Linked DNA regions of Sus scrofa: region 2 is linked to region 1. Evidence: chromatin contacts called from public Hi-C data. All regions are on one chromosome and are shown on one strand. The core of a region is the stretch at or near the end of the contact, and the rest is flanking DNA. Distances in the headings are between cores, read along the strand shown. Region 1 overlaps ZNF648 (a long non-coding RNA gene). Region 2 overlaps NPL (N-acetylneuraminate pyruvate lyase (dihydrodipicolinate synthase)).

The links. A called contact is a pair of places that touch in the nucleus more often than the background predicts.
Region 2: a Hi-C map of liver shows a contact between it and region 1, with 2.5 times the contacts expected there. The contact joins two enhancer-like sites. A contact is called at or near these places in 2 of 47 Hi-C or Micro-C datasets (both in liver) and 1 of 2 datasets of contacts at active chromatin or transcription factors (alveolar macrophages).

The regions. Positions count from the first base shown.
Region 1 is chr9:123,549,522-123,554,235 of Sscrofa11.1, forward strand. All of the region lies in intron 10 of ZNF648 (a long non-coding RNA gene), which reads right to left. Among named protein-coding and RNA genes, the nearest start is that of ZNF648, 150 kb to the right of the region's middle. Within about 2 kb of position 2,875, at least 34 of the 83 cell types and tissues checked have an H3K27ac peak or open chromatin away from gene starts, as enhancers often do. A contact at or near this core is called in liver, where this site is marked.
Region 2 is chr9:124,112,591-124,117,744 of Sscrofa11.1, forward strand. It overlaps NPL (N-acetylneuraminate pyruvate lyase (dihydrodipicolinate synthase)), which reads left to right. Exons shown (of 11, transcript NM_214071.1): 4 at 270-327. Among named protein-coding and RNA genes, the nearest start is that of NPL, 17 kb to the left of the region's middle. Within about 2 kb of position 2,866, at least 9 of the 83 cell types and tissues checked have an H3K27ac peak or open chromatin away from gene starts, as enhancers often do. A contact at or near this core is called in liver, where this site is marked.

The sequences.
Region 1 (4,714 bases), core at 1,625-4,124:
AAGAACAAACACAAGAAGTCTGAGAGTTGCTTCACAGTGGGTAGCCAAGTTCTTAGATCAGAAAGCATTTTTTTCTTTTGCAGAAAGAAGGCAGCAAAGCCGCAGCCAGTGACTGTTCTAAGAGGTGATGGGGGAGCTCAGAGGTCAGAAAGAACTTCTGTGATGTGAAAACCTGAGTTAAGATACCTCTCAACTCAGTTAAGAATTTCAGTTAAAAATTTTAATGCCAAGTAAAACTCTCATTCTTTGAAGTGTGGATGTTAATAATCGTGTATCAATTTTGGTGCATTAACTGTAATAAATATACCATAATCATATAAGATGTTATTCATAGGGGAAACTAAGTGAGATGTACATGGGAACTCTGGACTATCTTTGCAGTTTTTCTGCAAATCTAAAACCGTTTTAAAAAAGAAATAAAGTTTGCTTTAAAAAAACCTCATTCAGAGTTCCCGTCGTGGCTCAGTAGACCCCTAACCTGGGAACCTCCATATACCGCGGCAGCGGCCCAAGAAACGGCAAAAAGACAAAAAAGTAAAATAAGATAAAATAAAATAATAAAAAAACCTCATTCTCCAAAGTCACATACCTATTCCAGAAGACTCTTTACTCTTAGAAACATCCAGAAAAAACTGATTTGCTGTACATAAGATCATGGCCCAGATAAGAATGAGCAATAATTACTAAAGAGTAAAGTTTAATGCAGAAGTTCCAAAATGGTACACTGAAGTGTTTGTGCATCTCTAAATCTATATATGGGTGTGTGTGTGTACACACATATATAAGTCTATTATATATGATATACATACATTTATATATAGAGAGAGATATCAGTGATTCCTGTTGCTCTTTATTTCGATAAACATGCATGATTGACCAAAAATATGTCACCTACTTTTCTACTTCATTATCTATATCTTTGGGAAACGGGCACATTTGAAAGGCAGGTTGCTGACTTGGGCCCCTCTATCCATCTCTCAACAACTGAAGCATTACGGTCATACTGCCTGGGGTTGAAGAAGAGGCGTCCAAGGAGCTGATCTTGTGATCGTGTGCCCATTTGGGGGGCATGGTTGATGCAGCTTTGGTGTTTTCTCTGGGCTGCTTTTCCCTGTTATCTATCCTGCCCCAGCCAGATTAAGGAGAGCATGTTTTATGAAGAAATCAACTCCCTTGGTCAAGATTATTCAACTTATCACTCTCATCCCCTTTCTCCAGGTGGAGATCTGAAGTCCTGCTGGAGGTTGTACGCCAGGCAGGAAGCCAGCAGGTAGGCAGAGTGAGAAAGGCGCTCAAAAAGGCTTGCTTTCCTGGGCCTCATCCCGGCCACACCACTGCTGTCTTTTTTTAGAGAACAATGTAATGAGATTGGTCAACCTGAGTTTAATGATTATCTAGAAAACCATCAGGGGCTGGATGAGCTCACCCACAGAGGCCACTGGATTCCAGGAGCAGGGATTTTATTCCTCTCCACCGGGGGAGCTGAGTCATATAAAAGAATCCAAGCTTTATTGAATTCAGACCCACATTTTGTTTCCAAGCCAAAGGTCATCTTGAAGCAGAGCAGGGAGCCAAGCTTCCCTATAAGAAGCAACTTAGGATCTGAGGTTGCTGTTTACATTCAGACAATGAGGGTGCAGCTGATTGCATTCATGGTGTGGTTACAATGTAATACTTAGAAAAAGTAGTTCTCAGTATAGTTTGCTCTCTCTCCCTGCCAGAGTGCTTGTGAGGTATCCCCATAAATCCCTTCTCTTATTACGATTCAGGGGGCTACTGATGAGCCCTTCTGTGGACTGAGATCTGGAAAAGGCAATTCCTTCTCTGGTTTGAACTTTTTCAAAATGCCTGTGCAAGGAGTAAGAATTTGCTGCTCATCTTCCAGGGAGGAGATCAACTATAGGTCTGGTGCCAGGTCATCAAGAGTGAGAAAGAGCTGAGCAACAACGCTGGCCCCTCGGCTCGTGAGGAGCTCCCTCCAGGGTTAATAGGAAAAGAGGTGAAAGACAGAAGTGGGGCCAGAGCCTGAGATTTCAGTCCAACACCTCACTCCAAGGGGGCAATCTGGCCAACTGACAACGGATTCTGCGTGCTGGACCTGCTTACCTACCAAGATGGAATGGAGGGAGGTGGACAGGGTCAGCCATTCTCCAAAGGCAGCAGCAGACCTTGGAAGCCTTGTGCTTGGAAAAATGAGGTAGGAAAATTAAGGGGAACCAGTAGAGCCAGGGACTTAGCAAGGTCGAAACTACTGCACAAGGTCACATAGACTCTGAATGAGCAAGCTCTGTCTCCAGAACAGATTTTATCTGGCACCAAAGTTCAGGCCCTTTTACTCGAGATCTGAGCCTCTCAAGCGGGATGTGGTCAGTGACGGCTGCAAAAGGGAGAGGAATGGAATCCCAGTGTTGAATAGACATGAATATGTAAACTCCTGAACACAGTCAGCAGTAAAAGAGCCGGGAGCTCACTGCAGATAGAATTATAACCATGCCAAGAGGTTGTAATTAACATTGAAAACCTTTAGTGCACTTGCTGTAGGAGCCATTGAGTATTCCTGACCCTGTGATGCAGAAAGAAAGAGAAAAAAAGCCTGAGACTTTAGCTCATTCAAGTCACTGACACATCAAAGGAAAAGCTCTTCTAAGTCTATTTAGGTGGTTTAGGGCTGGGGAACATGCCCAGAATCCCTAAATAGAAATAAGTACTGGTCATCAGAGCAGTGTGGTCTGGCCTGGAGGTCACCTCGGACTCCAGCAGTTACCTCTTCAACTCTGGTATCTAAACATCCAAAGTGACTTAGGCGCTTCAGAGGGTGAAAGACACTCACCTCCCCCGGATTGTCAGATGGAGTTTTCCAGTATAAAACGTCTTAGTCACTGGGAATCCCGCCAAAGTAAACTCCTAGTCCTGACCCACCCCATGCCTCTGAACTGGCTGGGAAGGGAGAGAGGGAAATCCCAAAACACTTGTAAAAGCAGCTTGTCAGTTTGTCGGGACCTCCCCTCCCCGGGGCAGGTTCGCTCCAGGTGAGACAGGCTGTGGGGAAAGCCGTGGGTGATGAGCAGGTCACGGACAGGCTGTCAATGGCACCTCTGTTTGGTTCCAGGCCTGAGTGGGGCCACGGCTTACATAACAGTTTGGCAGGGGGACGCAGCCAGGCGGAAGCACGCGGTTTTCCAGCAGCGTATAATCATCTTGATTTCTCTGTTTGCTCAGCAGCTTTTCTGCAGTGTGTGTGTGGGGGGGGGGACGGTAGTGGTGCAGGAGGAGGAGGAGCAGGATTCTGATACACAGCAATCTTCTGTTTCCTTCTGCAGAACAAACAACCCCAAACAGATGCTCGTGGCCAGAAAATTAGCAACTGCCACACAGGTCCTCTCAGGGGGAGGGGCTGCCCTGGAGGCCCCGGTCCTGGCCTAAGAAAGCCAGAGACTGACTCAAGTCAGGCCCTCAGCAGGTGCACATGAGTCCGATGGGCTGTCGGGAGGCTGTGGTCCTAGCAGTGCCTGACACTGTTTGCCTTCCTGGCTGTGAGAACTATAGTGTCCCTCTCTTGACCATGCAGGTCGCTGTGTCCCATGCCATGTTCATCCAGAAAGGCAGGTATTCAGGCTTTGCATCTTGCTAACCAGTGTCTCTCTATCTCTATGCCATCACCTCCATGTAGTACCAGGCTGATTGTGCTGGAACCCTGAATTGTAGGAGCAACCAATTCACGTAGGAACATTGCACATCGTAAAAATTGCCAGCTTCTTTTTACCTAAATTTGCTTGGAGTGGCGTAGCAATTATCCCCTTGAGAATGAACACACACTCCCTACGGCTCGCAGTCCCCACTAGTCCCTACTGCCTCTCACCTGGAGTTCTCTTCATTTACTTATTTTACTTTCCTGGCTCCTGCAGACATTTTTAGAATGCGTTCCCTGACCTATCTTTTTTTTTTTTTTTTTTTTTGTCTTTTTGCCTTTTCTAGGGCCGCTCCCGCGGCATATGGAAGTTCCCAGGCTAGGGGTCGAATCGGAGCTGCAGCCACTGGCTGACACCAGAGCCACAGAAACATGGGATCCGAGCCGCGTCTGCGACCTACACCACAGCTCACGGCAACGCTGAATCCTTAACCCACTGAGCAAGGTCAGGGATCGAACCTGCAACCTCATGGTTCCTAGTCAGATTTGTTAACCACTGAGCCACAACGGGAACTCCTCCCTGACCTATCTTAATTGTAATCATTTGATACCACAATCATCTGCTTACCTCTCTGTTTCACCCAATATACTGTGAGCTTCATAGACAGGGGCCCAGACTAATCATTGATGTATTGAACAATTAACTTTGGCGTCTTCACCGTAGGCAGAATGACAAGTCCTAGTCATTTTGTCAGGAATATAGTTTTGATCATGGACTTCCAGTGCCTGGCACTCACTCAGCACATGCTCTCTATATGTGTTTAGATTCAATGAATAAATGACTACTTCTTTCTTATGCAACCTGTTGATCTTGGCAGTAGGGATCTGTTACCAAATACTTTCATGCACTCAACCTTGTAAGTAGGTTTCCTGAGAGGGTACACCTTGTTTTGCAAGTAATTTGCATGAACTTACGTAATGCTGTTTTGCTCAGATATTTCCCTATGTTCAGACATTTCTAATTCCCAGCTTACATCTCTGGCCTCATTTTTGGCCACGCCCTACCCTATCCAGACATGCAGCATG
Region 2 (5,154 bases), core at 1,616-4,115, 560 kb after region 1:
AACAGTGGGTTAGAGGATCTGATGTTGCTGCAAGCCGTGGTGTAGTTTGTGGGTGCAGCTTGGATCTGATGTTGCTGTGGCTGTGGTGCAGCCTGGCAGTTATGGCTCCGATTGGACCTCTAGCCTGACAACCTCCATATGCCTTGAGTGTGACCCTAAAAAGACAGCAAATAAATAAATAAATAAAAACCAGCACAAACCAGGATAGTGCAGCCCTTCCCTGTTACCATAAAATTCACATGATGAAAATGGTGTTTTCATTTTTGCAGGTTGGATCAAATAGTAATTCATGTAGGAGCACTGAGCTTGAAGGAGTCTCAAGAACTGGTATGTACCACAGGTCTGTCTGGGAGAGACCACTCGAGGGGCCTCCATTTTTATGCTGAAGTTAATACCATTTTTGCTAAATATTGAATGCTGTGCTAGAGAATATAAGCTGTGGGACCTCAGGGAGTTCACTACCCTGAAGCAGGTACAGAGCCATAGAGTAGCCCACGGTGAAAACTGCTGAGGAGAGCCTTGAATAGGAGACAGAGGCACCTCTTCTTCTGGGCAACGTAAGGGTGGATATAGAGCTACCTAGTTTGCAGGTAAGGAACAGAACTTGAACCAACCTCAGTTTCTTCTAGGAAGTAAAAGGCAAGGCCAGCTTCTGAGCATAAAGGAAATGGAGACGAGGTTCAGACACAAGTAGTGGTAAAATGTGAGAATTGCTTGCTGCCTGGAGAATAGAAGAGAAAACTAGAATAGAAAAAGATTACCCCACCCCCATGTTCATAGTAGTGCTGTTCAGGAGGTAAGCAACCCAAGTGCCCATGGATGGATGGATGGATGGAAAAAGAAAAGATGGTATATGCGTACAATGGAGTATTGTTCAGCCTTAAAAAGCAAGGAAATCCATCTTGCATGTTGCGATATGGATAAAACTCCTTGAGGACATTAGGTTATATGAAGTAAGCCCGTCGCTAAAAAGATAAATACTATATCATTCCATTTATAAGGTATCTAAAATAGTCACATTCGTAAAAACCAGAAAGTAGAATGGTGGTTACTAGGGACTAGTTGGAGGGGCAAAGAAGAGTTGTTTAATGGGCATAGATTTTGTCATCTGAGAAAAAGAAGCAGACTGTAAAACTAAAAAGTGCATTTATTTGGGGCTCTTTTTTTTTCCTAATTGAAGTTTAGTTGATTTACAACATGTTGTGTTAGTTTCAGGGGTACAGCAAAGTGATTCATATATATTCATATATATTCTTTTGCAGATTCCATTACAGATTATTATAAGATATTGAATATAGTTTTCTGTGCTAGACAGTAGGTCCTTGCTGTTAGCTATTTTATATAAAATAGTGTGTATCTGTTCATCTAGCATGGATAGACCTAGAGATTATCATACTAAGTGAAGTAAATCAGATACAGACAGGTATCATCTAATATCATTTATATGCAAAATCTAAAACATATGATACAAATGAACTTATTTACAAAACAGGAACAGACTTAGATATAGAAAAAGAACAAGCTTATGGTTATTTGGGGTCTTAGAATTCTAATTCAGGGAGCAGATTCCAGCAGCCACCAGAATAGTATCTCTTCTGGGAAACAAAAGGCAGGAGTCTTGGAAGGAAGACACAGCAGTATGTTTAGTTTACATAAATTGTTCGCCAAGAGCTCTGGCTGGAAGGTGTGTATGTATTTTTTTTTTTTTCTGTTACGGTTTATTGACTTGTCGAGTATGTCTCACTCATTATGGGTCAAGGCACATTTCTGCACATTTCCCCAGATGCTTCTCTTTTTTTCCCCCTAGTCAGCAGGGTCAACACAGTTCACAGTTTAACAGGATGGAGCCTTAAAGTACAAACTGGAGTCCTTACTGACAGCTCTTCCCACAAATTTCAGATTTGCAGGACAAACAAGTTCCAGAGATCTGTTTGACAACAATGTGAATATATTTAACACTGCTGAACTGTACACTTAAAAATGGTTGAGAGGGTAAACTTTACTCTGTTTTTCTTAGTCACAATTCGCAAAATACGTTTTACAGTAATTAATTTTTTAAAAAGGATTGCCCCAGTGATGCTAAAGACCACCTAAAGTTGTACATCATAAATTTGTTCTGACTGTGGCACAGTGGCTTAAGGATATGACTGCAGTGGTTCAGGTCACTGCAGAGGTGTGGGTTCAATTCCCAGCCCAACGCAGTAGGTTAAGGATCTTGTGTTGCCACAGCTGGGGGCATAGGACAAAGCGACAGTTCGGATTCAGTTCCTGACCTGGAAATGTCCATATGCCGCAGGTGCGGTCTTAAATAAATAAATAAATTTATCACGCTAAAACATTCACCTCAGACGGGGACTCAGACCCAGCCAAAAGCCAGATTGGAACTTGAGCCCACTGTTTTTTTAATTAAAATCAAACACCTGGTCCCAGGACTCACTGAGGTTCCGGTTCCTCATGTCTTGGCACAGAAGCAATTTAGCAAGTGGCAAAGCGATAGATAAGAAGTAGGTTTATTGAGAGATGGACAAAGGGTGGGCCATCTCAAAAGTCAAGAGAGTGGCCCTGGGAGAAACATGCTCCGCAGACAGAGTGTGGGCCATCTCAGAAGCTGAGAAGTGAGAGGCCCGAAATATGGGGTGGTGAGTTTTTATGGGCTGGGCAATTTCATAGACTAATGAGTGGGAGGATTATTCTAACTATTTCCTGGAAAGGGAGATGGTTTCCAGGAATTGGGCCACCTTTAATGGCCAAAACTGTCCTGGCATCTGTGCGCATGTCATTTAGCTAATATGTTACAATGTACAAATAGTGAAATGCAAGGTCCACTGGGAGGAAGTTAGATCATCTACTATCTTGGACCTAGTTTGTTCTAACCAGTTTTTGGCATATCCTCAAGAACTATGTCATCCTTTTAAGGATCGTGCCCTGCCCTCTACCCTCTTGTTTCAATACTACCACCCAGCACGGTTTTCTTCAATCAGAACACAGGAATGAGAGTGCAAACAATTGGATTGCCGTCGATTTGCAGATGAGCAGGTCAGGCAGAGTAACCTTTTGGCAAGGGAGTGTTGCTGAACTTGGCCTCTGTCTACCAGTACCAAATAGAAACCTAGAGACAAGAGCTTGGGGCAAAGGAGAAAAAAATCAGCTTTGTTGCTTTGCCAGGCAAAAGAGGCCATAGCAGGCTCACGCCCTAAAGACTGGGCCCTCTTTTGGGAAAGACTAGGAAGTAGTTTTATAGTTTTGGAGTGGAAAATAGGGCCACAGATAAGAATCAGGGTAGATTCAAGCTTGCATTCTTCTTCACAGTGGGGTTTAGTGGCCCCAGGACTGGTTCTGTAGTCCTTCTCTCTGGCATAAAAAATGCTTCATCAAGTAGTTAACATCTTTCAGTTGTTGGGGGTTTTAGTTCTGCAGAAGAACTCAAAGATAACTGTTCTGTATATTCCTTGAAGAGGAACCAGGACCCTACCCCAGGGCTGCACTATTGTTTATTTGTTTCTTTTTCTCTTTTTTAATGCCTGCACCCTGGAAGTTCCAGGGATTGAATCTGATCCATAGCTATCAGGTCCTTTAACCCATTGCGCTAGGCTTTTTCCCTCAGTTAAAGAATCTGGCGTGGCCATAGCTGTGGATCAGATTGAACACACGCCAACGCAGTGACCAGAGCCATTGCAGATGGATTCTTAACCTAGTGTACCCCAGCGGGAATTCACATGCTCAGTGTTTCTTAACTGTTCCTACCTTGTCTCTGCATCCTCTCCCTTCCTTAAATAGCAACTGTTTGGCCCTGCCCTTTTGAATTCAAGGAAGGTCATGGAGGCTGAATGAGGCCCATTTCCCACAAACAAGAGTTGGGGCTTTTGTGTCCCCACAGTGCCCTGCTCCATTTGAGTAGGAAAGAAGGAGTTAAAGTTGCCAGCAGAAAAGTAAATGGTGGCTTGGTTTTGAGGCCTTTGTGACTGGAGTACGAATAGAAAACATAAAGATGTGATAGCCTAGACTGCTACCTGTTAACTGAACAAAAAGTACAACTTAAAACTATGTTTTATTCGGCGGACTTACTGAGGACTTAAGCCCAGTATACAGCCACCCAGATAGCTCTGAGGGACTGTTCTGGAGAGGTACAAGAGGAGCCAGGATGTACAGGAGATTTTTGCTGAAAAAAAAAAACAAAAAACCCAACAACAACAAAAAAACCAAAAAAACCCAACAACAACAAAAAAAAACATGTAGTTGAGCATCAAAGGATTACCGCTAATCACAAAAACACACATCTCAAGTTAATGATTTTAGTGCTTTTCTTTGGGAAGGTGCAAGAGTCCAGGCTTATTGAAACTATTGCTTTGATATGCATCTTACTCTCTAGGCCCAGTATCCCAGTTTTCTCCATCCTAAATTCCCCTCAGGGCGCACTGACAGGGGCAGCTGCAGTGGATGTTGGTTTTATGGCCAAAATACCCTTTGTTGGCGTTCCTATCATGGTGCAGCAGAAACAAATCCAACTAGGAACCATGAGGTTTCAGGTTCGATCCCTGGCCTCGCTCAGTGGGTTAAGGATCTGGTGTTGCCCTGAGCTGTGGTGTAGGTCGCAGACACGGCTTGGATCTGGTGTTGCTGTGGCTGTGGCATTAGGCCGGCAGCTGTGGCTCCAATTCCACCCCTAGCCTGGGAACCTCCAGATCCCGCAGGTGCGGCCCTAAAAAGACAAAAGACAAAAAAAATCTTTTGTTTACTAAAATGGCAGGGACATTCATTGTCCACATAACCATGTCCCTAGACTTTAGATATTCCATTTCCGAAGAGTTCAATGATTTGATCTAACCCCAGCATCTTCTTATGGGTTTTGTTCGATTATCCTTCCTGTTAACTGAATTTAGAAGTGGGATATGTACTATATACTCGCAAAACTGCAATTCAGTGCTCTTAGATAGGCCACAAGGGAAGCTATTCCTCTGAGGTTGCTTAGTGAGCCTAGAATCAGAACTTGGAAACTTGATTTAGTCTCTTTACACTTGATTTGTTCTTCTTACAATAAGTCTTTCAACTAAGGTAGTATAGTGGAGGAAACCGTTTTTTACTTTTTCTTTTATGGCCGCTCGGTGGAGTTCCTCGGCCAGGGATCAGATATGAGCCACAGTTTTGACCTCCTCT